6 separate regions of the Mus musculus genome follow, and regions 1, 3, 4, 5 and 6 are each linked to region 2. Evidence: chromatin contacts called from public Hi-C, HiCAR-type and HiChIP or PLAC-seq data. All regions are on one chromosome and are shown on one strand. The core of a region is the stretch at or near the end of the contact, and the rest is flanking DNA. Distances in the headings are between cores, read along the strand shown. Region 1 overlaps Csmd2 (CUB and Sushi multiple domains 2). Region 2 holds the start of Csmd2 (CUB and Sushi multiple domains 2). Region 3 overlaps Csmd2 (CUB and Sushi multiple domains 2). Region 4 overlaps Csmd2 (CUB and Sushi multiple domains 2). Region 5 has its middle 21 kb from the start of Gm40255. Region 6 overlaps Csmd2 (CUB and Sushi multiple domains 2).

Region 1 (4,412 bases), core at 171-2,670, 410 kb after region 2:
CCCCTCAGGAGCCTCAGACTGATGGATAAAATACAGCCCCTGCCCTTCCTGAGACCTCGTCTGATAGGAGCGGCAGAAGTCACAGATGTCCGAATCAGCAGAGGTTCTTTCTTGGGCATGTGCCTGTTTGCTTCTCTGCAGCGCTGGTTTGTTTCCATTTACACCCATGTTTGGCTTCCTGTGGCGTCTGCTCATCTCCCCTGCCTCTTTGGAAACTCTCCCAGAAGCAAGTGTCACATCCCTTCCTCCTCTTGTCCCTTGTCTTGTACCTAGAACCAAGGCTCTGGCAGGGAGTCAGGACCTTGCCATTGGGCAGGGACTGGCCGCCTCGGAGACACAGCAGTCCTGGGTGTTCTGGGTGAATGGGAAAGACAGGGAAGTCTTGCTAGGCCAGAGATTGGACAAAAAGCTGGAATGCAGGAAGCTGGCGCTGGGAAGACAGTCTAAAGTTCTGCCAGAGACCATGTTTGAGGAAGGCGGCTGTCATGAGCTGGGCAAGGAGCAAGGGGCTTGAGAAGCAGTTGGGGCATCGTGAGCCTGATAGCTAGAACTTTCCCATAAGAACCCTGATAGCCCCAGAGCAGATAGGATACCCAGTGGAGGCGGATAAGCTGCAATCAAAGAGGAAGAGCTACACTGAGTGAATGTCCACCATGTGGGCCACTCCCTCTGTGCTTTCCCCGTTTCATACATCAAACCTTACATGTTCACTCTCCAGTCTCAGAGGATACGGTCCGGATAAAGAGCGCCCAGGGAGCTGCTATAACTTCTCTGCCTCCATTGTGTTAAACTGTGCACAGCCTTCAGCAGCTGCCCAAGCCTCATCCGAGGGCACCCAGGAATTATGCCCTTTAGGAACATGCTTTTGGAGACTGTCAGCAGCTGTGATCCCACTGTGTCCACCCACCTTTCCCCTTCAGTTTTACATCCCAGTTTTACATCCCAGTTTGGCACATTTATCTGATATTGTTCATTGTGCTCACTGGCTGTGTCAAGTACTCAAGGGACCCTGTCTCCATTGAGATAAACAAGGTCCTATCCAAAGTCTTGGGAAACTAAAGCAGAGAATAGAATAGGGGCCAGGGAACAGGGCCCGCTGACAATTAGAAACTTAGTGGTGCTTAGTGGTGACTATGTCTACCTTCAAAGAACTAAGAGTAGTTTTGGGGACAAGCATATGACAAAGACCATAGAGACTCTGTTCTGAAGGTCTCTATGTGCCCTGTGGGTGTCATCTAGCACACTCCTGGCTTAGGGGAACTAGAGCTGGCTAGTGGCCTCTTAGTGGACCTGAAGGTCCTTCCAGCCAAGAGTAAGGACACAGAGAAGCGGCAGGGGAAAGTGGCTGTGCCACCAACCACCGCAGAGACATGCTCCAAACCGCCCATCTGTCCAGACAAGCAATGAGCCTGCCATCTGGACTCCCGTTTCCATCCTTCTGGAACCTGACTATTTTTAGCCCCATGCCTCTTCTGAGATCGGAGTATGGCCACATTCCTCCATTCATCCGTTTACTCAACAAATATTTATCTTACAGATGTGAGCCTTGGAAATGTACAGCTTCTTCAAGCGTGGTCCTGGGCCTCATGTAGCTCAGAATTTGGCTAGGAGATGAATACAAATGACAGGCAAGCAGGGAATAATGTGGCAGGTTCCTTAACACAGGGAGTTACAGAGAGAGCCTCACAATTAGTAATTTTAGAGAGGTCCCCCCCAGCTATGCCCTGCCACCAAGCCTGAGTTAGCCAGGCACTACCCACTTGTAGAAGAGATGGAAGTGTGACAGTTCCCCAAGGAATTATAAGACAGGGAAGGGGGTGGAAATACTAACAACGTAAGGAGAATGTGTGATGCCTTCTATAAACACAGGCCTGAGAAGAGTGGAAAAGACTGTTTCTGCAGGAGAGGAAACACGGTTTCCAGAGGCAAGATGGTTTTCTTGATTGGTGCAAGATGCAGAGGTTTGATAGGCCTGTGCAAAAACTTTCTCAGAGCCTCAGGCCCCTAACACAGGCCCAAGGTGGTAGCATTCCCAGCCCTTCCTCTTAATGTATCGACACTTATGTAAACTAGGAAAGAAGGCTTATACTTGCCTCAATAGTCTGGCATTCATGGCTCTTGCCTGAGACCCTGGTAAAGTGGTTGTGGTGTTTTGCCTGTAAGGGCTAGTGATTATTATTCAGTCTCATTACTTCCTAGTCCCTGTCTTTGAATACTTAAAGTTCTCCTCTTTCTAGGTTTGGCTGTCTCCTTCTCTAACATCCTTCTGTTGCTATGATACCAACAGATGTAAGGGACCAGTGCTTTATAAACTAACGCAGTGAAAGAAGAGGGCATCCAGTGATATGTTTTCTATTTCCACAGAAAAGGGACAAGCAAAGAAAGAAAGATGAAGAAAGCAGGCAGAACTGTAGGCAGGCTAGAGCTGGTAAAAATTTGGTAGGCTGTCCTAGAGAGTGTGGGCAAGCAGACAGCCTCAGCATACCCGTGAAGTTATTATGCAGAGCTTTCTGTGTGAGTGGGTTAATCTGTGGATATTCTAATTGTCGTTCCAGCGGAGTGTGGGAACTCAGTCACAGGCACTCAGGGCACTTTGCTGTCCCCCAACTTTCCTGTGAACTACAATAACAACCACGAGTGTATCTACTCCATCCAGACCCAGCCGGGGAAGGGGATTCAGCTTAAAGCCAAGGCATTTGAGCTCGCTGAAGGAGACCTCCTCAAGGTAATGGCAATTGATTTCCTACGGTGTGTAGGTAACCATGTGCAAAGGGTGATTTCTTCCCCATCCGTCCCTGTGTGCATGGCCCAAAGTCCCCACTTCCCCCTGAGTCCTGGTGGGCATTCTCACCTGGGAGGACAAGAAGACCAACACTTCCCCCTGAGTCCTGGTGGGCATTCTCACCTGGGAGGACAAGAAGACCAAAAAAGGTACGAGGTGTGGGTTAACACTTCTTAGGAACTGTCTGCCCTCACAGATGTATGAGTGGACTGATCAAATGATGGGGAGATGGCTCAGTCAGTAAAGTGCCTGCTGAGGAAGCATAAGGAGTTTGTGTCCACACAGTGTGAAAGCCCATCAGTGTGGAGCACAGCAGTATTCTGGCTGGCCAGCCTAGCCATTCAGTAAGTTTCAGGTTCAGTGAGAGACCCTGCTTCTAAACAATAAGTAGAAAAGTTACAGTGGAAGGCATCTGCCACTGACGCCACCACACACACTCAATACACGAGCACATACCCACATGCACAGACACACAAAACATGTATTTACACATGTAATATATATTATACATATATATATAAATTATATATATTTACACATGTAATACATATAATATATATATATATATATATATATATATATATTACATGTGTGTGTACATACATACACACACACACTTTTTTTAAAAGGTGATGAAGTCAGTTGAACCAGTCAATGGATCAGTTTTTTGGAAACTATGACCTTAAATCAGAACAATTAAGAGCTCACAGAACATGTGTGCATGTCTATGGTATGTATACATACATGTACATACATATATATTACATATGTAGTATATTATGAGAACACATGTATATATGTTGTATACAGTATATGAATACATGTATGTATATATTGTGTAGAGTATATGTAAGTACACATATGTACATGTTAGGTGTATTGTCTATGTACTGTTTGTATAGACATTATGTGCCTCTGTACATATTTTGTGGATAGTGTATGTGTGAGCACATGTATGTCTATTATGTGTGTACATGTTTGGGATATGTAGTATATAAATGTGTGTAAATGTATGTAAATGTGTATATGGTACATGTGTATACATGTTTGGGTATGTACATTCTTATGTTCATTTCCACATGTCTGTGAATGTGTGTCTGGCCTGGTACATCTATTTCACTTGCATCTGCACCGCACATCAGCATGCTTTGTGCACATGTGCTTACATATGCTTTGAGCATGCAGTAGCATCACTGTAACAATGGCCTCTGTGTGTCAATGGGCTGAAGGAAGCAAGCTCATTAGGGAAAGAAATGGCAAGGCTCAGATGATAGAGGGAGTTATTAAGAGCCTGAGAGACATCTGTCTTGGATTTCTTTGTGTGTGCTTAAGTGGCAGCCGCTGATAATGTGTAGGGAATTCGTGTGTGGGTAATAAACAGTTGAACTTGGAGAATGTACTAAAGACCTGCAGTAATAAAATGGATTATATGGAAAGCATTGCCCAGATTTAGTCAGTTTCATCCTAAGCCAAGGAACTTTACTAGCTTATCCTAATACGATTTCATTCTCAGCAGCCAGAGAAATACCGACATGAGGAACATTCAGAACAGCCAAAGGCCATTACTCTGGGAAGTAGAAAGAGGAGCCATTAAATGACTGTCATGTTTATGGACAGTTGGTACACTGAC
Region 2 (4,274 bases), core at 395-2,894:
AGCCCTATTGTACGCCTTTCCTGAGAAATTCACAGGCTCGCCGCCGACAGCTGGTCAACTTGGGTTGCAGAAACCCCCTAACCCAAGTTGCCAACCCTGAAGTCCCTCTCTTAACCCTTCCCAGGAAATGTCCCGGCCTCGCCGCCCGCCATCAGGGTTCCCGGGCTCCTGAGCCTCCAGGATGACAGAACGCCAGCTTGGCCAAATCACTTGATTGCCAGACTGCCTAAACGCAAGATCTGCCTCTCTGGGTGACTCTGGCAGAGGGGGGTGGGGTGGGATGTACATCGGCAGGTGCTTTTACGCTGCGCTCGCCAGGCGGAGCCTTCTCCCCCTGCCATGTTGCTCGCGGTCCTCTCCGGCCTCCCTCATCTCCCTAGGCGTCTCTTCGCCCTAGGCAAGAGTTTGGCGTAGGCAACGAAGGGGCCCTCGTGACTGGCAGAGCAGCCTAGGGTAGACCAGCCTGAGACCGCTGCTGAGGCGGAGGGGGGTTGGTGTGTGTGTGTGTGTGTGTGGGGGGGAACTACGCTGCGCCCTTGTGGGTCTGAAGGCAGCCGCTACCAGCCTGTAGAAGATAAGGGTTCACTTCCTTGGGAGAAACTCATCTGGTTTGGGGCCCTGGTTGGGTGGGTATGGGGGACAAGCAGAGTCCAGTCACTTAAATTAGAGGGTAAATTGTTCAAGGGACTCGTACACAACACTTCCATCAATCCCATACCCGCTCCCGCCCCCAATCTCAGTATACATCCCTGCGGTTTTGTCTTAGACTAGGGGTAGGACTGCCCTGGACTGAATGAAGGGACCATTCACCACCCCCACCCCTCCTGTTTCACTCACCCTTCAATTCTTAACCCTGTCTTCTTCTGTGTCCACGAACCCATCTCCTGGGGTGGGCTACAGCTAGCTGAGCTCCAGAGTGTCCTCCCCAGACCCAAGACTACAAGTTCAAAGCCAGTACCCAAGATTTTCTCGCAAGACCCACGACTCCGGGGAACTGCAATCTTCTTTGGTTACCTCTCCCCAGACAGTATTCCCATTTCCAAACGTGGAGGAGGCGTGTGTGTGTGTGCCTGAGTATGCAAGAGTGTGTGTTTCTGTGCGTGAGTGCGTGTGTGTGTGTGTGTGTGTGTGTGTGTGTGTGTGTACACGGGAGGGGATGTACTGATGGTGATCTTTTACATGAAAACCGGAGGACTGAACTTAAAAGAAACTGGTCAATTGTAGAACAAATAGGAATAAACAACCCTTTAGATGTAATTTGTGGTTTATTAGGGGGTGCAGGTGGCGCTGAAGAACACCCCCCCATCCAGTTTTTTTTTTTTCCTTAACTGCGCCTCCACCCCCAGCATTTGGAGCGGCGGAGAAGCGGCTCCGGAGTGATTAATCCGGGGATAATTCACCCCCCCCCCGCCCCCCGGCGCGAACCCCGCGAAGCGGGATTGGAGCGAGTCATTTCCGAGAGCGCAGCGCGCCTCTCCCCGGCCGGGCGGACACTTGGTTCATTCCAGCCGCAGAAGCTCAGGGCTCCCGCGTACCGGGATTTTTTTCCCCCCCTCCCGGAGCAGGAAGAAAAAAAAAAAAAAAAAAAAAAAAAAAAGCTACAGAGCTCTCCTGACCTCCTTTCTCCTCGGCGGCGGGCGAAGCCTCTCCCTCGGGCTGCTGGCCGCGCTATGCCGCGCTCGCGGGGACCGGAGCAAGGATGTTGCGGCTGCCCGGCAGTGAGGGCTCGCGGCGAAATCGGGATTTGGGCGCTTGTGCCGGGTACCGGGAGTCGCTGGGGCCGCCCGCCGCCACCACCACCGCCGCCACCACCGCCGCCACCGCTGCTGCTGCTGCTGGGCTGGGGGCTGCTCAGTGCCTCGGCTGCCGCGGGTGAGTCTGACCGCGCCGCCCGCCCCACCCGAGCCCACCCAACCTCGACGCGGTCCCAGTCCCTTCCCCCACCTCGGCTTGGCTTCCTTCTTCCGATTACCCACCCTGCTGCTCATCCTCCTCTCTGTCTGCCCAGATCACCTACTCCATCTTCGACCACATCCTCACCTCTACCCTCATGGATGTCCCCAACCCCAGCTACAACTTAGCCGGATCCGGCCGGTATGGGGGGCCTGGGAGACAGACATCCCCCTCCATGGGTTGCGGGCCACCTGGACTGTGGCTTCAGTTTCTCCTGTCTCCCAGCCCCCCAAGATGCCAAGCTTTTCCGGGATAAACTTTCCCAGAGCCATACTCCCCCATCTCTCCCCATTCCGCCTGGCACACCCGTCCTGGGGGTTGGAGAGTCTCGGCGCGCCCCCTCCGCGTCTGGAGGGTCTGTCTTTCCCTGCCCCCGCCCATTTTCTCCGACCAAAGCCTTTGCCCCCGCCCAAACAGCCCTGAGACTGCGGTCACCACCCACCTCCTCAGACGCCCTCCGCCCGCCCCCTCGGTGCTTGGGCTGGGGGCGGGATGCAGGTGGGCGCGCGCCCAGGTCGGGGGTCCGTGCAATCTTTCTTGAAGGGCTCATGTGAAGATCTGAAGGGGGGTTGAACCACTGGAGGTGGAGGAGGAGGTCGTGCCGGGTGGGGAGGGAGGAGGGGGAATGTCACTGCCAGGGTCCGTGCCGACACATCCCCTCTACTGGCTCCTACTCCGCGCCAAAGTGCCCTTTCCCGCGCCCTGCTGCAGCCAAACGCCTGGGCTGCGGCATCCGTGGCTCGGGTGGCAGACTCGATCTCCTTAAGCCAGCCCGGACAGACCTGAAGGGTGTGGAGAGTCGCGGGACTTTAGGATGGATGTGTGGTTGCAGCTTACAGTTCCTGGGAGAGAGGCATGTGGACCCTTTAGTGAGCCCAGTTGCTCTAAAGGTTGTTGGTTTCAACTGGTCTTCTACTTTACCCACGGCACCTTCAGATGCTTAGCCACAACCTAGAAAGTTCCGTGTGCCCGTGGGGGGACCGGTCCAAACGGGGATGCCTGGAGCTGCGTTTTCACTTTACTGGATGCTGACACCCGCTGGGGAAGAACACCCGAAGCACCTGATGCCTGGGCCTGGAGCCGGGACACCCCGCCCCACAGTAGTGGTTTTGTTGTTGTTGCTTGTTTGCTTGGTGTTTTAAAACCACAGGTTGAGCCTCTCAAGCCTTGTCCTGGGCCATCCCCAAGCCCTGGCGCTTCTTGGAAAGTGTGCCCCCTCCCGTGGTTGGCCAGTGTGTGGTAAAAACTCTCATGCCCTCTCTGGCTTTCAGCATCTTGTGAAATGTCCCATCAGACGTTGTCATTCACCATATAACCATTCAGTGTTGGGGTTTCCTGTCAGGGAGGGCTCCCCAAGACAGTCTTGTCTGTTTATCCCTACTTGACCGGACTTTCTCAGGTAATCCTAAGAAGTCATAGCCACTGACACCCAGAGAGGGGCGCCCGCGGTGCGCGTGCCTCTCTCAGCTTAGGCCTCTCCGCACACCCACACCCACCGGGAGGCCGCTCACACCAAATGCTTCTGGTCACCAAGACTTATCACATGAGCTGTGGGGTCCGTTGTTACTTGCTGTGGGGCCCATTGGATGTTTGTCCAGGCAAAGGCCCCCTTTGCCTTGGCCAATTGGAACTTGTTTGGGATTGCTAGATTTGTTTTCCTTGCTAGGTTTGCCCCTGCCCCTTTGAGTATGCCATGCCCCTGGGGAGAGAAAAAGGCCAACTCACCCGGGCCTGCACAGTATTCTGCAGTGCTGGAAGGCTGCCTTTTTGAGATCCATTTGTCGTTGTCTCTTGGGTAGGTACCTAAGTTGGAGTGTATGTGTGTCTAAAGGAGGGGCAGTTGCTCTCTGGTGGGCCCAGACCTGGCTCCCAGAGCGCTCACTTCTTTTGGAAGCTTTCCTGTGCATTTCCACCAACTATCCGGCCTTGTAGGCAGCAGACATTTGGAAATGGAGTTAGTGAAGGGAGGTGGGCAGGAAGTGGTGTGAGAGGTATGGGAGAGGCATTCTTTTTGTGATCTCTGCATACTGTTGACCATGAAATGTGCTTTGGGGCATTTAGTACTTCCCTGGGCTGGAGAGATGGACTGTGAGGATTTGTGTGTATGTACGTGTGTGTGTGTGAGTGTGTGTGTGTGTGTGTGTGTGTGTGTGTGTGTTTTCCTTGTCCATGCCTGTTTCCTTCCTCTCCATCCTTCCTGGCCTGCCTCCCATCACACTCCTTCCTCCACCGCTGTAGGACCCCAGCCTCCCTAGAGACCTCTCTTCAATTACCTGCCCCCCCACCCCCACTTTCCCTCAGTCATCCTCTCTCCTTGAAAC
Region 3 (4,074 bases), core at 363-2,862, 440 kb after region 2:
CAGATCTACCATAGTACAGAGCTGTTCTCCACAGCAGTCAGCCAGCAAGCGGGCAGCTGGCCCGGAGGAGGCAGAAGGCACTGGAAGCAAGGCTTGTGTTCACAGATCTTGCCAGGAATACTGACCTGGGGTTCAGCAGCTTCCAGAAGGTTGCTTTTTAAAAGAGCAACGGCGAGTTAAACTTTAAACAGAGGAGGTCCCTGTAGCTGCACAGTGAGAGCAACCACCTGAAGGAACCGCACGGATAAGCACACCCAGCAGGCATCGCTTGAAAAGCCTTAAGTTTGCAATGAGTCAAGAAATGGCCAGAAAGAGCCAGAACATTGTTCTGAAGGAAAAGAGGTAGCCAGCCTGTTTGGTGTTAATGTGGCTTTAATATATAAATATTCTAAGTGTGACTTTAAGTGCAGCAGTGTGCCCTGGTGATTTCATTTCCATGGATTGCCTCTAGAGAAAGAAACACAAACTACTTCAAATTATCCAAGTATGATAAGCCAGCCAAACCACCCTGAGTAGTTGAATTAGGCAGAACACACCCTGTTCTGGCTGCCAGCCTAGGATCTGGGCGCGAATTCTAATGTCTCTTAGGGGAATTAGCACCACCTGCCTTCTTGGCTGGCACACTGGACCTGTAGCGATCTCTCCCTTCAAAGGGACAGATTAAAAATAATAATGCACAAATAAGATACATGCACGGGATGTTTCATAAAGAACAGCGCACATGAGAAAAATGAATAACTGTTTCTCTAAAGAAACGGGACCATTTTTTTAAAAAAATAAAGGTTTTTTGTTTCTTTTTTAATACTCCAGGTGACAGAAAGAAATATAAAGAACCAAGACTGGGGTTGCAGCTCAGTGGCAAAACCCTTGCCTAGTGTTTTAGTTTCATGCAGTTGCTGTGATGAAACACTGTGGTCAAGTGCATCTTGGGAAGGAAAGGGTTTCTTTGGCTTACACTTCCGGGTCACAGTGCATCAATGAAGGAAATCAGGGCAGGAATTCAAGGCAAGAGCCATAGCAGGAAGCTGCTTTCCAGATTGCTCTCTGGCTCACTCATGAGCTTCTGTTTAGTTAGCTTTGTTTTATAGCCCAGGACTCCCTGCCTAGGGATAGTGCCAGCCACCATGGCCAGAGCCCTCCTGCATCAATTAATAATCAAGGCAGTCACCCATAGACACGCCTGCAGGCCAATCTGATCTAGGCAAGACTTCAGTGCAGGCTTTCCTCTCAGATGACTCTAGGCTGTGTCAAGTTGATAATTCATGCTAACTAGGATACTTAGCCCTTGATTCCACCCCAGGGTGTCAAAAAATGCAAACAGAATAGACAGTAGGTATTCTAACAGACCCCGTACACGCTTGTGCTGTTTCATTCTAAGATGTGGAGATGGCCAGGTTAATGGAGGAGAAGAGCTCCTGAGAGAGAAAGAAAACGATGGCAACCAATCAGGGAGGTGAAGAAAGTAATGACATCATCACAATTAAAATCCACAGTGGCCGCATCTGCCCTGCAAGAAATGAAAAGCATCCACGCAGGAGATAAGCCAGAGAGTCCAAGGCTGACGGAGCACGTGACGGCGTCCGAGTTCTGAAAGAAAAGTAGCGGAGCGTGACGCCGCCAAGTGACAGCCACAAGCTGCATAAATGAAGGACAACGAGCTACAAACACATATGACTCACAGTTCTGGAAGCTGAGCCGTTCACTAGCAAGTCCCTCACAGGCAACAACGCAAAGAGGGCTCCTAGTCCAAAGTCACTTGGCACATAAGAGGGAAACCTGGGCTAAAAGTCTACAAAAACAAACAAACAAAACAAAACAGCAGTCACCAGCCTAGAAGACCACAGCGCTTCCTGCAGCCCACCCAGTTCCACTTCCTTACTTTTGAAGAGAACGGAATTCCAACTGACCCCAGGAACCAAAGCCTCAAAGCTAGCGCCCAACAGCTCTGCTGGCTTGGAGCCTCCACTTGTCTGCCCAGCAGTGACTCTTTGAATCGCATGATACTTTAATTCCAGAGTCAAGTATTGCTATCTCGGTGGCGTAATTAATAGCGAGTTTGCTGTCAAGGGCTCAGAACGAGCATGATTCCCTCACCCCACCCCACCCCCACCATTCACTTTCTGTGTCCCTGGGGGATCCGTTAAGCTGCATTCTCATCTGGGGTCTGAGTGATTTCTGAGCCCCTCCCTCCTGCAGCTATTCCTGAACATGCCACTTTTCCCTGAAGTCAGGATCCATCTCTCACCATGCGGGACCCCACAGGGTCTGTCAGGTTCACGCTGTGGTAACAGGTCCCTGACAAGGCCTGAGGTGCTTTCCTGCCTCTGCCTCCTCCAAGTCAGAGGGCGGGCGTGTGAAGTCAACAGCTTCAGTCACCACAGTGTTTGCTTTCTCTTGCCCTCCGGTTTGCATGCCTTTCTATGGTCAGTGGCTCCAGAGGAGCCGCTGAGGGAGCCAAGGGAGCCGCGTCTGGCAGCTTGGTGTGTTCAGCTTTCCTTCAGCCTCAGAGCGCTGAGGAGTTCCAGAAGGCTTTGCATGGAAGTTCCCCTGAGAGTTAGGGACACTAACAGTCCAGAGCCCTCCTGGCTATTTTGATGCAGGCAGTACTAGGCCATAGAGATCAGCAGCAGATGGGGTCAGATGTCTGGCCTGGAAGCTTCCCCAGCCCTTGAAGAGAAGGCAATGGGGTGGGAGGGAGCCTGGGCTCAAGCAGGCAACTGGCTTGTCTTCCCTTCATGGATCTGTATAAACTGCACTATTTCCTGACCACCTTGAAGCTCTCTTTGTGTCTGTAAGCTAGAAGAGATTAAGGAAAGGGCTTAGCGGGCCTGGCCCAGGAAGATCTGGTTTCAACATGGGTTCCTCACCCTTCCTTACTGTCCAGTCAGTGGAACCCTTTGGGACTTCACTTCCAAACCTTTGCAAAATGGCAGAAGTGAGGCCCTAACCCACCCGCTTTCCACAAGGCTACGGGAAGCACCTACAAGGCAACCAGCACGCAAGGAGAGAGACAGTCTGCAAAGACTTAGCACTTTCTCCCTCTGTCATTTCAATGGTGTCTTGTGTATGGCACGTTTTTTTACTGTGTTTTACGGTGTCTCCTTCCGTGAGCAGCAGGCTCCTGGGAGGAGTCAGCTCTGCATAGTCTGAAATCTCTGAAGGAAGATGGTTATACACACTACAGACACCTCATCCTCTTTCCAAGAGATGGCCTATGGATGGCAAGCAAGCGCGTACATGCGTGTATGGGCATGACACCCACAGGGAGAGGTACCATCTCATCCCAGTACCTCCTCACCTGGGATCACAGTACTGATGCGTCTTCAAACCCATGCCAGTCCTCTAAAAGCCAGCAGACGGGACTCATCTCTCACCTACAGGAGGCAGATAGGCCAAGTTTGGGGGCCTGGGCTGATCTCCATTGATCAGAAGCTCCGATGAGTACCTACAGACTTTGATCTCCTTAGGATGAAGGAAATCTTCATTGAGAACATGAGTAACTTGGCGTAACCAGTCTTTTCCTGGCTCTCACCAAGCCCCACCGTAAGAGGGGTCACTGCTGGCCTGCAGCTAAGGCCCCTGTGTCTATTCTTGCCTGCCTCTACCTGTTCTCACCAGTACAGCCAAGAATGATCCTAAAATACAAACCAGACTCTGTCGGGCCTCAGCTTGGAATCCTTCAGCAACTTCGCTTAGCCAGTTGAATAAAATCTCAACTTCTTCCCCAACCCACAGCGTCCCAGCGGGCCCAGCCTCTGCCTGCCACCCCGCAGCCATGCCGACCTTTCTGTTGCCCTGACGCCCTGGGGCAGCTTCCCATTTGGGACCTTTGCACACGCTGCCCTTTATCTGGGGAGACGCTGCCTGCCACCTCTTAACCCAGCCTGCTCTGCGGTGGCCAGCTCCCTCTGAGCCTGCCATCTTGCTTAAATGTCACCCTTTGGAGAGGTCCTGCATGTGCTCCATTCTAAAGAGGTGACTGTGTCTCAGCAACTCCTGTCATTTCCCTCACCAACTTCTGCCACCCCTGGGCGCTCAAGTGTGAGGGAATGTTGGCATCCCCAGCAATTCCTG
Region 4 (4,122 bases), core at 1,275-3,774, 460 kb after region 2:
AAACTGATCATGGCATGAGATAGCAAAGCTTTGTCTGGGGAACAACGTTAGTATTTGTAAACGTGATTCATTTCTGCACTCATAGCAATGCAACCAAACTTCCAAAATGCATCTGCTGCTACTAAATCAGTGGTTCTCAGCCTTCCTAATGCTGCGACCCTTTAATGCAGCTCCTCTTGTGGTGACCCCAACCATAAAATGATTTTGTTGCTACTTCATAACTGTAACTTTGCTACTACTATGAACCATGATGTAAATATCTGCTATGCAGCCCCAGAGGGGTCGTGACCCACATGTTGAGAACCACTGTGTTAGCTGCCCAGTGGTCACAGTGAGGTATTGGTCCAGTGGTGACAGTGATGTAAATGGGTCAGGCTGGTGGATACAATGACATAGCTCTATTAGTGGTCACTGTCAAGGGCATGATGATCAGCAGAGCTGATGAGCTGTGAGCCTGGCTGACAGGCAGACACTGTCACCTCCCTCTTCTGTTCTCTTGCCTCAGTGTCCACCGCAACCTCCTGCAATGACCCGGGAGTCCCGCAGAATGGGAGTCGGAGTGGTGACAGCTGGGAAGCCGGTGATAGCACAGTGTTCCAGTGTGACCCAGGCTATGCTCTGCAGGGGAGCGCAGAGATCAGCTGCGTGAAGATCCAGAACCGATTCTTCTGGCAGCCCAGCCCGCCCACGTGCATCGGTACAGAGCAGCTTCAGGCATCTGCTCCTCTCTCCAGTCTTGGGGTTGTGGGCACCAGGCTCCTCTACACAGTAGGCAGCTAGCTGCCTTTTGAGCCTGGGGCCAGGAGAATGGTTCAGCAAAATGATGCAGAAAACCCAGTTTTCCTATACACACTCATGCAAACATGCACACACAGTCACAGACACACAGACAGACACAGGTACACACAGGTACACACGCACACACACAAATACACACACACACACGCACATCCCATGAACTTTTAAAAAATTATCTCAGAGAGTTCTGAGCCAGGCAGATCTGTCCTCTTGTCTCCAGCCTATTGTCTAAGTTGAATTCCAGGTCAGAAGATCAGCAGATTCCAGGGGCAAAGGAAAGACACTTTTCTCCCTCTCCCAGGGAATTGCTGACTGCCTGGATTAGGGTTCCTGCGATCTACCCTTTGTCTTAAAATCTCCCCATTCAACAGATCAAGGCTCTTAATAATAACAGTAGTAATAATAATACTCACATGCCCCAGGTGCCCACATGCCCCAGGAGCCCACATGCCCCAGGTGCCCACATGCCCCAGGTGCCCACATGCCCCAGGTGTTCACATGCCCCAGGTGTTCACATGCCCATGTGTTCAGTTCTTCTGTTCCCCGAGTGAAATGATGAACTCAGTTGATTCCTGTGCCCATGGCTGGTGGACACAGAAGAGTAGAGAGACCAGCCAGGCAGCAGTGGTGCCCACTTTTAATCCCAGTATGCAGGAGGCAGAAGCAGGCAAATCTCTTAAGTTTGTGGCCAGCCTGGTCTGCAAGATGGCCAGGACTATGTATACAAAGAGACCCTGTCTCAAAAGGGGGGCGGGGGGGAGAGGAACGATGACGATGGCCACTGAGTCCGAATGTGTGCTGGGCTCACACTAGAAGTTTGCTTAGATAACCCCATTTAGCTTTTCCCTGCAGCTCCCTGAATTTAGTACCATTCCCTCATTATAGCTACAGAAACCAAAATAGAAAAATTTGGATATCTTGTCCCAAATTGCAAAGCTAAGAAACACAAGAGCCAAGATTCCCGCCCACGCCAGGCTGAGCACAAAACCCCTGCTTTCCCACCACCAATGCGTCCTCCCTGCTAGAGACAGACTTAGGGGACTTCCTGAGACCTCTCCCAGCTGTGTTCACCCTGGAAGGTTCCACGGTAAGGGCCACCCTGATATCTGACGTCTGACCTTGACTTGCCCCAACTCTAGGATGTGGTTCTGAAAGCAAGACATTGGATCCAGTTCCTTGGTGGAAATGGGGTTAGCTCACGAACCAAAGAGACCCTGGAGCCAACTCAGTGTTGTGGAGAAGTGGGGTGTGCAGACAATCAGACCCAAACATGGGCTGAGGATCTGTCATTCACTGTGGAAATTGTTCAAGTCTTAGCCTGGGATCCTCGCCTGTGAGGGGAAAAATGCACATTTCCCTGGTGGCATAGTAGAGAGACAAGATACCTAGGCCTCATCTCCTCAGATGCTTGTCCCCCTTCCTTTCTGCCCCCAATGCCCTTCTTTGTTCCTATTTCAAATCCTTGTGCTCCCTTCCTCGCAGTGAACCGGACTCCAGTGGTGGGGATGCGGGATGGGGAGTGGTTCTGTTGAGAAGCACCCAGAGGCCTCTGTGTCCCCTCTCAGTGTCCCCTGTCCCACAAGGCTGTGACCCTCTTAATATACTTTCCAGAAAAAGTAAGTCCTTGCACCAGCACCCTGCGAAGGAAGAGCTGGGCTGGGCCGGGCTGACAGGCTGCAGCTGGGCATTGAGCAGGCCAGTGAGGTTAATTCAGCTTTCATGGCACACACTTCTGCACATGGCCTCGGGGAGGGCGCCTCCTCTCACAAACAGATTGGAAATCCCAGCGATGAGCCCCTCGTTTCCAGCTCCTTGGCAGTCTGCCATGAACAGAGCTAGCTGGCCCTGATGGCCCTGCCTTACAGGAGAGAAACAAAGAGAGGAAGCAAATATTTGTCAAACGTTGTCTGTGATGGATGCCAGGCTAGCTCTAGCCCCATTCCCGGTGAAGTCAGCACATGAGCTTAGAACTCTGGTTCCTGGGTTTGAGTCTGGCTTCTCCACAAGGGGTGTTAGGGGTCATCTGGGCAAAAGTCATGTCAAAGCTGAGGTGTGAAATCCTGAGCCCCCACCCCCATCCCTGTCCCCATCCCGGATGCAGTGAGCTGCCTGGGATGTTAGAGGCTGAAGGAGGTCCTTGGGAAAAACAGCTTGCTGGATCCCTGGGTACCCTATCCTCCCCATCTGTTGAGAAGTCCACCAGCACAGGAGAGGGTGGCCACTGTGGACCCTCAGGAGGAATCGCAGCACATTGGTCCTGATGAGGGGCATGCTCATCCTTAGGCAAGGAGTAAAGCTGGAAGGCATCTGGGATCCAAACAGATGCCAGCAGAGCTGGCAGCCAAGGAGACCAATAGTGCTTGGCAGGCAAAGATGATGGTGTTTTCCACTCGCTGTGATATCCTGCACAAGGAAGATGCAGTAAACACCCACGAGGCTTTCCTGAATTCATAAGACAGTGAGAAGATGGCACATACTTCATATTCCTGAAAGACGACGGTGACACCATTTTGACCATGAGACCTCTCCACTAAGCATCACAGACACCCCCTAAGGGAGACATCACCTCCTTTTAACACAAGAGAAAAATATGCAGGTTAAGTAATTTCCCTAAGGTCACAGCCAGGAAGAACCTGGTTTTTGTTTTTTTGGTTTTTTTCTTAAGATAATTTATTGAGAGCTGAAGATTCAGCTCAGTTGATAAGAGTGCTTACCTAGCATACACAAAACCCTAGGTACCATCTTCAGCATCATGCCAGATGAGGCATGGTGGCAAACCACCTGTGATTCCAACACTCGGGAGGCAGAGGCAGAGATTAGGAATTCAAACTCATCCTTCACTACACATGGCAAATTAGAGACCAACCTTGGCTACACAAGACCCTGTCTCAACATCAGCAACAACAATGGGCTTTTTATTTGTGTTTTGTTTTATTTTTTCCCCCTGAGGTGAAATGCACATCGTATAAAATGGCCTATTTTTAAGTGACCAAGTAAAGGGGACAGACTTTTCCTCGCCTTCTCTCCTCAGCTCCTTGTGGGGGAGACCTAACCGGGCCATCAGGAGTCATTCTGTCACCAAACTACCCAGAACCCTACCCACCAGGCAAGGAGTGTGACTGGAAAGTGACCGTCTCTCCAGACTACGTCATCGCCCTGGTATTTAACACGTATGTACCTTTCCCGGGCTGGGACACCAAGGGGTTTGAGACCTCCGGGATTGAGGACCTGGGTGGCCAGGCTAGTCCTCACAGGTGTGTGGCAGAGTTCTCAGGTCCAAGGGTAAGAGAGTCAGAGATGAGGGGTGGGGCTCCAGCATCCACT
Region 5 (4,210 bases), core at 1,070-3,569, 350 kb before region 2:
TTGTTGCAATATCTGCAGTTCACCTTCCCATGAAAAACAAAAAAGAGAAAACCAGCTAAGCCAGCTACGTCAGCTCCTGTAGATAGTTGTAGTTCCATGTCCAGAAGTGACCGGTCACTCACTCACTCTGTGATTTTTTTTCTGGTGTGTTCACACAGTTCTGGGCTCCACACCACTTCAGGAAGCCCGCCTAGCACCTTAGTGGCTTATGTACATCCAGGGCATTATCACAAGTGAGTGAGGCACCCCAAGGAGCCAGGGCTGCTTCCTGCCTCCCTCGACGGACACAGCACAGACACCAAGCATTGTGCATAACACTCTAGCAAATGTACTTTTAATTTTTTTATGTATCTGTGAAAGTATAAATTAATTTAGATTTAAGGGAAAAAGGAATTGTGGTTGGAGGTGAAATCACCGGTGTGATGAGTTGTGACAAGTTGCTTGTCCCCTGTCCCGGTCACTCTCCCTGCAAGTCCGAGCTCTAAGGCAAATTTCTTTACCCTCAGTGCCTGTGACTTCTCAATCATAAAGTGGGGGTGATGCCTATGTGGAAGGGTTGTTTCTGGAACAATCTGGAATTTGATGGGGTCATGGGTGCTGAGATGGGAACTGCATGTAGGGTCAGTGGGAAGGGACTTCTGATAGCCGCTATTGATGACTATCCTGGAGTTAAATGAAGGGACGTTATAGAATGTGTTTTGAAAAAGTACCAGGCACCCCATAAAGTATTATTATTAAAAACATCACATTGCTGGCTAACAGTTAGTAAGCATGTACAATAATGCACTTCAAAAGCTGTCTGAGGCAGGGGATTGTCTCATTTTATATATGAGGAAATGGAGTCTCACACAATGCTTTTGACAGGGCTAATGGTAACACATACAAAATAATATTCATTTATAAATTGCTTACAATGTCTCACCCTGAGGCTCTCCAAGTTTTTTTGGTTTTGGGGTTTTTTTGTTTTGTTTTGTTTTGTTTTGTTTTGTGGTTGTTTGTTTGTTTGTGATGGAGTCTCTATGTAGTTCTGGCTGTCTTGGAACTCACTGTGCAGACCAAGCAGGCTTTGAACCCAGAGAAACCCACCAGCATCTTCCCAAACTGGGACTGTATTATTTTAGTTATTTTCACAATTATGTGAAACAACCATCATGTTTGTTTCCTTGTTTCTCAAGACCAGAAAACTGAAGTTTGGGTGGTTAAGAAATTTCTCTGACTGTACGTGGATGACTGGCCATTCGGTAAAGTGCTTGCCTTATAGTATGGGTTCCAGCCTCAGAATCCATGTAGAGAAGCCAGAGTGGTAGTCTGTGCCAATAATCCTGGCACTGGGGAGGCAGAGACAGGTGGATCTGGGGGCTCCATGCTCAGCAGGTCTAGACTATTTGGCAAGCTCCAAACCATTGAGAGACTCTTGTCTTGAAAAACAAGGTAGTAACTCTGGACGAATGACATCTGAGGCCGTCCTCCCACCCCCTGTCTATTTGCACACACACACATACACACACACACACACACACACACACACACACACACACCCCTAGGTGACTGAGGCAGGAGGATTGAAAGTTCTGGGCTAGCCTGAGCTATTAAGTGAGTATAAGGTTAGACCCTGTCTCAAAATACAAAGTATCAGAAGGGCTGTGGGTGTTGCACAGTACTGGAGTGCTTACCTAGCAAATTCAAGGCCCTACCTTCAGTCCTCAGTCCTCCAAGAAACAGATTGCCCAGGCCCCTGGAGCCAGAAGCACATAGAATTTCTCCGATTCTATAACTTGTTCTGGACACTCCTTGCTGTTCCACACACAGTGGCCAGCAGGACATGAGTGACTGGAGCACTGGCCTTCCGAAGCCAGGTCTGTGTGTTCCAGACCTGGTCAGCCATTGGATGTGGGCAAGTCACAGCGTTCAAGGATACAGGCACTCCTCATGTTCCTGGACTGTGAGATTGGGATTATGAGCAATGACTTTCCTGTTCCCCATTTCTTCTTCTTGATCCTTCCTTCCTCTCCATACACCTCTCCTCAGGCATCCCTCTTGCCTTTTCCCCATTATCCTCCATTCCTCAACTTCCTGACTTCCTTGTCCCCTCTTCTGCCCCCTCCCTTCCTCTGACTCTCTTGTTCATTCTGTTTCCCCCCCTCCCTCTTTTCCTTCCCTTTCCCTCCTCCCATCTCAACTCCCCTATCACCAGTATTCCCCCTCCTTCATGGCCTCTCCCATTTCCCCAACCCCCTTGCCTCTAGAGCTGTGCTGCCTGCCGTTGTCATGGAAACTTCTCAGCCGGTTGCAGCCTTTCCCCAGATCTCAGCTGGCCAAAGACCAATAGGAGAAGTCTAATGAAGTGGCCCCAGCATTCCCTTCCTCTCTTGGCCTCACAAAGACCTCAGGAGCCTGGTGCAAAGGCCTGAGCCATGTGTCACTGGAAGCGTGGACTATAGTGACAGGAAACATTATCTAGCGCTCAGGGGCAGGCCTGGGCACAGAACTGGGCACAGTCACCTTCACTGGCACTGTCACTGCCACCCAGCAAAGACTCTACTGTACTTTTGCGCACGGTACTGCTCACAAAGAGCCACCCCGTCTCCTGGTCCACACAGAGGCCTCTGTGAAGCTGAGTTGAGCCTTCCCTGTGGCTAGCCGTCAGCTTGTAAACCCCAGGTTTCCTTTGCTGGAGCTTTGCCTCAGTAAAAGGGGTTCCAACCCGACTTTGGGGTCTCTGCTTGCTCCCTGTAAGAGGAGGGGCGCTTTCATACTGAACCTGTCATGTAGAGGGGTTGAGACGACGTGGCAACCAAAAAAATAGATCCAAAGAGCTGTGTGTGCACAGGTGGCTTCTCCCACCCACAGGAAAAGAGAGCCCAGCCCACAGGCTGTTCTTCCCTGGGGAGAAATGTGTTCCACTGGGCTTGCTCTCTGCATCTGCTACAGCCACCCACCAGGAACAAGAAACTCAGCATACCATGGCCCTGCTCCCCCCGCCCCCACCCCAGACTTCTCTGGGCCATCGTTATTTTGATTTCAGTTTAGAGAATATATTTAGATCACTAATTACGAACAAAAATGCCCCAGCTCTACTTTACGACCAAATGTGCTACTGCTTTCTAAAGTGGTGGGCTTGAGTCATGCCCCCCTGTACAGTCCACCACAGTAGAGGTTACCTAGTCCGTCCCCCCACCCTCGAGACCATGTCTGCATTAAGCAGCGTTTCCTGTGGCCACATCTTCTTCCGGATGCTGTCAAACCCCATGCCTTATAGCAGCATTTACCCTCTGCTCATCTCATGTGAGGGTTGCTGGGCCATGGTCACCGTCCTTGGCTCTCTGGGGGTTCTGCTGGGCTTGGCATAGCTCTAGCAACCAACCAGGTATTATTCTGGACCCTCGCTAAAGGAGAAGCGCTGCAGCCTGCTGTTCTTGTGGTGGTGGCTGCAGCTTGAGGGAGGAAGAGCTAATCCTGGAAGCATGCTGAACTGAAGCTGGACTAAGTCCTGTTTGCTTGAGCCCTGGAGGGGAGCAGGGAAATGGCTCAGTATGCTGCGAGAGAGCAGGATGCAGGACTGCTTACAAAGCAGAGGAAAGGCTTAGGAACAAAGAATAGACAGCTACGAGTCCTTAATGTCCGAGAATAGATTGAGTCTTTATCTAGGACCTTTATTCTCCAGTGATTACCTGAAATAAAAGTGTGAAGTCAGCTGGCATGGGTGGAGAGCTGAGGTTTTCAGTTTGTGAGCTAAGTGACTTTGGTCCAGGGAGTGATCTCCAAGCTCTGGTTTCTGCATAGCAACTGGTTGTTATGGCAATCTCCATGTGAGGCCCAGGACTATGCAGGGCCAGGCACATAGTAGGTACTCAGCAAGTCTCAGCACTATGGTGTGCAAACGTGAATGTTATTTTCATCCCAATAAGTCAACCATCGACAGCGAACACAGTTATTAGCACAGGTGAACGGAGAAAGCCCTTTTCCAGCAACATTAACAATGGACCTCTCCCAGCTGCCTGCTGCTTTCTCCTCCTTACCCTAGTGGCTCACAGCACCTGGCCAGGTGAGGGCTGAAGCCGACAGCAATCACTAGTGACCATGCATAGGGCTCCAGCTCATTCGTCTTCACGAGGCTACAAGCACAGTCACCCCTCGATATCTGCTGGTGTTGTGTATCTACAGAGTCAACCGGAGACAGGTGAAAAATATTTTTCAAAACCTTGCATCT
Region 6 (4,339 bases), core at 1,514-4,013, 280 kb after region 2:
CCCTGTAAGACTGGCATGGTCACTAAGCTCCTAAAACCTGCTCCCTAGCCCTGGGTCATGCTGGTATGAGATACCTCAAAGTTCTAGAGCATCAGGACCACCACCCTGAATCTCAGGTCTAACCAGTTGTGATGGAGACCTAGATGGGAATGGAGCACAGCCTCCTGGAAGCCCTGAAGCTAATTAGAGTACATCTGCTCTGATGCTGCCCAGGCCAGTCTGGAACAGGACTAGAAGAGACCTAATGGATGTAGCCTAGGACATCTTGTATGTGCATGGGGCAGGGTAGAAGTAGAAGAAGATACATTAGGACCTCATCTATTCATAGAACTCATAGAACTAGGCTGTGGGGGGCCCCTTCCTCTTCATCTAAGTGAACACCCACTACTCTCCAGCAAGCAACCTCAAACCCATCTCCTGATTGACCTAGCTTAGGTCACATGAGCACTCTGACCCAGTTGACTATTGAGAATTGTCATGTAATAGATCTATAGGGTCATCCTTTTGGGGAGCTACAGGTTGAGGGACACAGCCGGGCCTTTGATGCATTTTAGTGCTTAGGGACCCTGTGACTTAGATTGGAGGCAAAAGGAGACAGAGGTGGACAGCATCGCTAAAAAAATTTCTGAGGACCCATCCCCAAGGCCCTAACACAGTGCCCCCAGTGCGTTCTCTGTTAAATGACTTCAACATCCCAGGACACATTCTGTATGTCAGGCAAGAAACATCCAGCCCTTCAGCTCTGAACCTGGGATGCAAGACCACAACTACGTCCAGCCCCGTTAAAACCTTAGTGTGCTGCCGCACAAGAGGTAAGGCCCAGACGTCAACAGCAAAGCTCTTCCCCAGCCACAGACTCATCCCAGGGCCTTTTCCTCCAAGCTCCAGGTTCAGACACATCCTCCTGGGAGCCACGAATCTGAAGGAAAAACATTTGCCTGATGCGGCTGGGGGGCTCCCTGGAGCTAACAATCAGCCGAACTGCAAAGTTCTGCTCATTTGTGGAGTTTATGAGGCCGCTTGTGGGAAAACAGAAACATTTGCCCATAGTAACAAAGACTCTGCCGCTGGTGTCCTGGGGTCGCCAGCATCTGGCAAGTCCCCTGGGAAGGTATTCCAGCAGCTGTTGAGTGAATGGGAGGAACAGCCAAGCCCAGAGCAATGTGGTGACCCATGTCTTCCTGGTCCAAGTGGGTGGTGCTCTTAAGACCAGGATGCACGCAGCATGGGACTTGGCACCCTCCATACTGTCCAGCAGGTCACCTGCCCCCCATGGTACAACGTGACCTGTGCGTCCACCAGCAGGGTCCTCACCCTGCATAGAAGTACATCATGGTCCCTGCTGCTTCTGTGCAGAATGCAGTGAGTCTGCCCCTTGTGGTAAATACTTTGTCATGTACTGAGGAATGGTGGACAAGCAAGAAAGAGATAGTGGCTTCCTTCAGTCTGGGGAAACAGGCCCAGGAGAAAATGAAGCAACCGAGGCCAAGGGTTCAGGAATGGGTTTCCTGTTGCTGATGCTCTCTGCCCCCACCCCCACCCCCACCCCTGCCGCCTCCCAAAGGAGAAGAAGTAGCTGGGGCCTGGGACAAGGATATGTAGCAGAAGCTGGTCAGGGAGAACTGCGAGGAGATGAATTTTTCATTACGGTAAACATTCCAAGCAAGGGACGGACGACTGTCTTAGGGTTTCTATTTCTGTGATAAAAACCACAGCTAAAACAAGTTGGAGAAAGGAGTTTATTTCATCTTACAGCTTGAAGCCTACCGTCCAGGGAAGATGGGGAAAGAGTTCAAAGTAGGGACCTAGCGACAGGAGCTGATGCTGAGGCCGTTGGGGAAGGAGTGCTGCTTACTGACTTGTTCCTCACGGCTTGCTCAGCCTGCTTTCTTACAGCGCTTAGAATCAATGGGTGGTACCTCACACATCAGCCATTAATCAAGAAAATGCATCACAGGCATGCCTACGGGCCAATCTTGCAGACGTTTCCGCTTCCAGAACGACTCTAGCTTGGGTATAAAAGTAACTAGCCCGGGAGTTCATGCAAGGTGGGCATCAGGCCAAAAGACCCCAAGGGACTTCTGGAATGGAATCTAAGATCAGTTCCTCATGCTCCCACTTCTGACTGCAGAGGGAATATAATTAGGAAAGCCCTGGTACCCACGGCAGTAAGTCATCGCTTTAGTTCCTCATCTGTTGGTCCCCATATACATTAGAGTGCAAGCATCCTCGGGCTGCAGGGTTCAGTTGGTAAAGGGCTTGCTGCTCCAACTTAGGACCCTGAGTTCAAGCCTCAGAACCTGCGTGAAAAAGACAGGCACGGTGACAGCTACATGTAACCTAAGAGCTGGAGAGGCAGAGACTGGAGGACTCCTGGGACTCACTGGCTAGTTCCAGGCTAGTTCCAGACCAATGAGAGAAACTTTTTCAAAATGCAAGGTGGATACCTCCCAAGGAATGACACCTGAGGTTAACCTACACACACACACACACACACACACAAACACACACACACACACTCACATGCACACACAAACACACATGAGCATGTACACTTAAACACACCCAAAAACACACAGACACACACACTCACATGCACACAAACACACACAAATAAACATAGATACACACACTCACATGCACACATATACACATATGCACACACACACACACATCCATGTGAACACCATCCATCCTCCCCACATACATACGTTCTGGTGCTCCCACAGTGGTAACCGAGCTTCTTGCCTGCTGCCTGTGGCCGCCTGCCAGCCGTCTCCCACCCTGCCCTCCCGCCCCTGTGCTCTGACTTCCTCCAGCTGGGCCTCGTACTTTCTGAGAATCGGCTGGGTCTGTTGCCAGCTCTCCCAGCGCGAGTCATATTTGTTATTGTAATTATGTGATTTAAATTAAACATCACATAAACGAATGAGATACGAGTGCGGAAGGAAATACAGCCGCCACGATGGGAACCCGATCGAATACTCGTGAACGACTCTGCGAACAGGAGGGGCTCTAAGAAGAATTCGAAGGGCGCAATCACCCCAAAGTTCTCTCCCTCGGATCAGGAATGCCATCTTGGTACCTGGTACCAGTTAGTAAATATTTGTTGCCTGGGTGCCTGCTGTGACTTAAATGAGATACAACCAAAGTCTTGGGCACAAAGTCTGTGGTCAGGGAAAAGGCTTACTTCTATGCAAAACTAACTGGCAATTCCATATACGTTTAAGTTAGTCACGTGGTAATGAAATTGTCTAAGGCACAAATTCGTCCTTTTGTGATTCCCTCCTCAGCTTTAATTTAGAGACATCATCTGTGAGGCTGGTGTGCTGGGAGTAAGCAAAGGACCAGACAGTAAACAACAGAGCAAAGCTTTCTTACTATGTAACCAAAGACGACCTTGAACTCCCTTGCCCCACCCCGACCTCCCAATAGATATGTACCCTGTAATCATTTTATGGACATTGAACCCATGGATTCTCATATGGTAGGCCTCTACCCATCCCTAATGCAAGGTGTTCCCTGTGGCATGACAGAGTGCTGTAGACACAGCAGCAGTGGACAGTGTGCAAATAAATGGATGGGCCTGGCTGTGACTCTCCAGAGGGTGAAACTGTATCCACAGAACTAGACTGAGCCTTGCTTGGCAGCCACATTCTGTTACTAATGTATCCCTCAGTGGGGCTGGAGATAGGCAAAGAAGCTCCCATCCTGCCCCATGTGGAGCTTGCCTTACTAGCTGCGGAGAGAGCATCAGGTCCAAAGATGATTACAAGACAGTAGATCTAGGATGGTGGCACGTGACCCTGCTACAGAGGGGACACACTGAGCAGGCAACAGTTGACCAGGCTTATAGGACAGGTGACATTATGCCAGGTCATCAGATGGGGCAGCAGGGAAGACATTCTGGGTAGAGGAACCTCAGAGGCAGGGACTCCGAGTAGGTGCTGCCAGGGAGGGAAGATGTAAGAGAACTTGGGCTGAGTTCTGGACCTGGTGGGTCTGTCCCTCCACTAAGACTTTTCTGGAAGGATTAACTTGCTTGTGCCACAGTGTTCCCTCCATCCCCTGACAGGTGGTAGGGAAGGAGGGGGTGGGGAGTTATACCTGTCCCCTTCCCCGGCCCTCTCCTAGGCCTGCCGTGGAGATGAGGGATGGCTCACACTAGAGTCTGAGGTGCAGAATGGCCTGGAGCCCAAACCTCACAGGGTTATTCTAGCTCAGAACCCATGTGGCTCATGTGAGGGGTCACGGGTGCTCTTGCCAGATACAGCAACTGTGAGGGGAGAGGCACTACACAGAGACAGGGACTGCCCAATCAGCTCGTGACACAGTGCCC

What was found. A called contact is a pair of places that touch in the nucleus more often than the background predicts. HiCAR-type assays count read pairs that join an accessible place to other places. HiChIP or PLAC-seq counts read pairs in DNA pulled down with a chosen protein or histone mark.
Region 1: a contact with region 2 is called in an H3K4me3 HiChIP or PLAC-seq map of forebrain, with 4 times the contacts expected there. The contact joins the enhancer-like site here to the promoter of Csmd2 in region 2. A contact is called at or near these places in 3 of 39 promoter capture datasets (cranial neural crest, hippocampal neurons and liver), 3 of 484 Hi-C or Micro-C datasets (cerebral cortex and cortical neurons), 9 of 115 datasets of contacts at active chromatin or transcription factors (embryonic basal ganglia, embryonic forebrain, embryonic hindbrain and 6 more) and 1 of 9 other capture datasets (embryonic stem cells).
Region 3: a HiCAR-type map of astrocytes shows a contact between it and region 2, with 3 times the contacts expected there. The contact joins the enhancer-like site here to the promoter of Csmd2 in region 2. A contact is called at or near these places in 3 of 39 promoter capture datasets (cranial neural crest, hippocampal neurons and liver), 1 of 484 Hi-C or Micro-C datasets (cortical neurons), 10 of 115 datasets of contacts at active chromatin or transcription factors (astrocytes, embryonic basal ganglia, embryonic forebrain and 7 more) and 2 of 9 other capture datasets (embryonic stem cells and liver).
Region 4: a contact with region 2 is called in an H3K4me3 HiChIP or PLAC-seq map of forebrain, with 10 times the contacts expected there. The contact joins the enhancer-like site here to the promoter of Csmd2 in region 2. A contact is called at or near these places in 8 of 39 promoter capture datasets (embryonic stem cells, hippocampal neurons, liver and 2 more), 1 of 484 Hi-C or Micro-C datasets (cortical neurons), 8 of 115 datasets of contacts at active chromatin or transcription factors (embryonic forebrain, embryonic hindbrain, embryonic midbrain and 5 more) and 2 of 9 other capture datasets (embryonic stem cells and pancreatic islet).
Region 5: an H3K4me3 HiChIP or PLAC-seq map of forebrain shows a contact between it and region 2, with 7 times the contacts expected there. The contact joins the enhancer-like site here to the promoter of Csmd2 in region 2. A contact is called at or near these places in 2 of 39 promoter capture datasets (cranial neural crest and hippocampal neurons), 2 of 484 Hi-C or Micro-C datasets (cerebral cortex and embryonic retina), 1 of 115 datasets of contacts at active chromatin or transcription factors (forebrain) and 3 of 9 other capture datasets (adipose tissue, embryonic stem cells and liver).
Region 6: a contact with region 2 is called in a Hi-C map of cortical neurons, with 2.8 times the contacts expected there. The contact joins the enhancer-like site here to the promoter of Csmd2 in region 2. A contact is called at or near these places in 6 of 39 promoter capture datasets (the HPC-7 cell line, cranial neural crest, embryonic stem cells and 2 more), 4 of 484 Hi-C or Micro-C datasets (cortical neurons and embryonic stem cells), 6 of 115 datasets of contacts at active chromatin or transcription factors (SST interneurons, embryonic forebrain, embryonic hindbrain and 3 more) and 2 of 9 other capture datasets (adipose tissue and pancreatic islet).

The regions. Positions count from the first base shown.
Region 1 is chr4:128,397,746-128,402,157 of GRCm38.p6, forward strand. Csmd2 (CUB and Sushi multiple domains 2) reads left to right here. Exons shown (of 71, transcript NM_001281955.1): 22 at 2,556-2,725. Among named protein-coding and RNA genes, the nearest start is that of Gm33656, 130 kb to the right of the region's middle. Within about 2 kb of position 1,421, at least 14 of the 459 cell types and tissues checked have an H3K27ac peak or open chromatin away from gene starts, as enhancers often do. A contact at or near this core is called in cerebral cortex, cortical neurons, forebrain and 1 more, where this site is marked.
Region 2 is chr4:127,986,400-127,990,673 of GRCm38.p6, forward strand. It overlaps Csmd2 (CUB and Sushi multiple domains 2), which reads left to right and starts at 1,645. Exons shown (of 71, transcript NM_001281955.1): 1 at 1,645-1,872. The coding sequence starts at 1,671. It also overlaps a transcript of CK137956 not described here.
Region 3 is chr4:128,427,324-128,431,397 of GRCm38.p6, forward strand. The region is part of intron 25 of Csmd2 (CUB and Sushi multiple domains 2); the gene reads left to right. Among named protein-coding and RNA genes, the nearest start is that of Gm33656, 100 kb to the right of the region's middle. Within about 2 kb of position 1,613, at least 33 of the 459 cell types and tissues checked have an H3K27ac peak or open chromatin away from gene starts, as enhancers often do. A contact at or near this core is called in astrocytes, cortical neurons and forebrain, where this site is marked.
Region 4 is chr4:128,448,582-128,452,703 of GRCm38.p6, forward strand. Csmd2 (CUB and Sushi multiple domains 2) reads left to right here. Exons shown (of 71, transcript NM_001281955.1): 27 at 506-697; 28 at 3,830-3,968. Among named protein-coding and RNA genes, the nearest start is that of Gm33656, 82 kb to the right of the region's middle. Within about 2 kb of position 2,525, at least 68 of the 459 cell types and tissues checked have an H3K27ac peak or open chromatin away from gene starts, as enhancers often do. A contact at or near this core is called in cortical neurons, embryonic forebrain, forebrain and 4 more, where this site is marked.
Region 5 is chr4:127,638,067-127,642,276 of GRCm38.p6, forward strand. No RefSeq gene overlaps it. Among named protein-coding and RNA genes, the nearest start is that of Gm40255, 21 kb to the left of the region's middle. Within about 2 kb of position 2,320, at least 89 of the 459 cell types and tissues checked have an H3K27ac peak or open chromatin away from gene starts, as enhancers often do. A contact at or near this core is called in cerebral cortex, embryonic retina, forebrain and 1 more, where this site is marked.
Region 6 is chr4:128,268,323-128,272,661 of GRCm38.p6, forward strand. The region is part of intron 5 of Csmd2 (CUB and Sushi multiple domains 2); the gene reads left to right. Among named protein-coding and RNA genes, the nearest start is that of Hmgb4os, 9.4 kb to the left of the region's middle. Within about 2 kb of position 2,764, at least 7 of the 459 cell types and tissues checked have an H3K27ac peak or open chromatin away from gene starts, as enhancers often do. A contact at or near this core is called in cortical neurons, where this site is marked.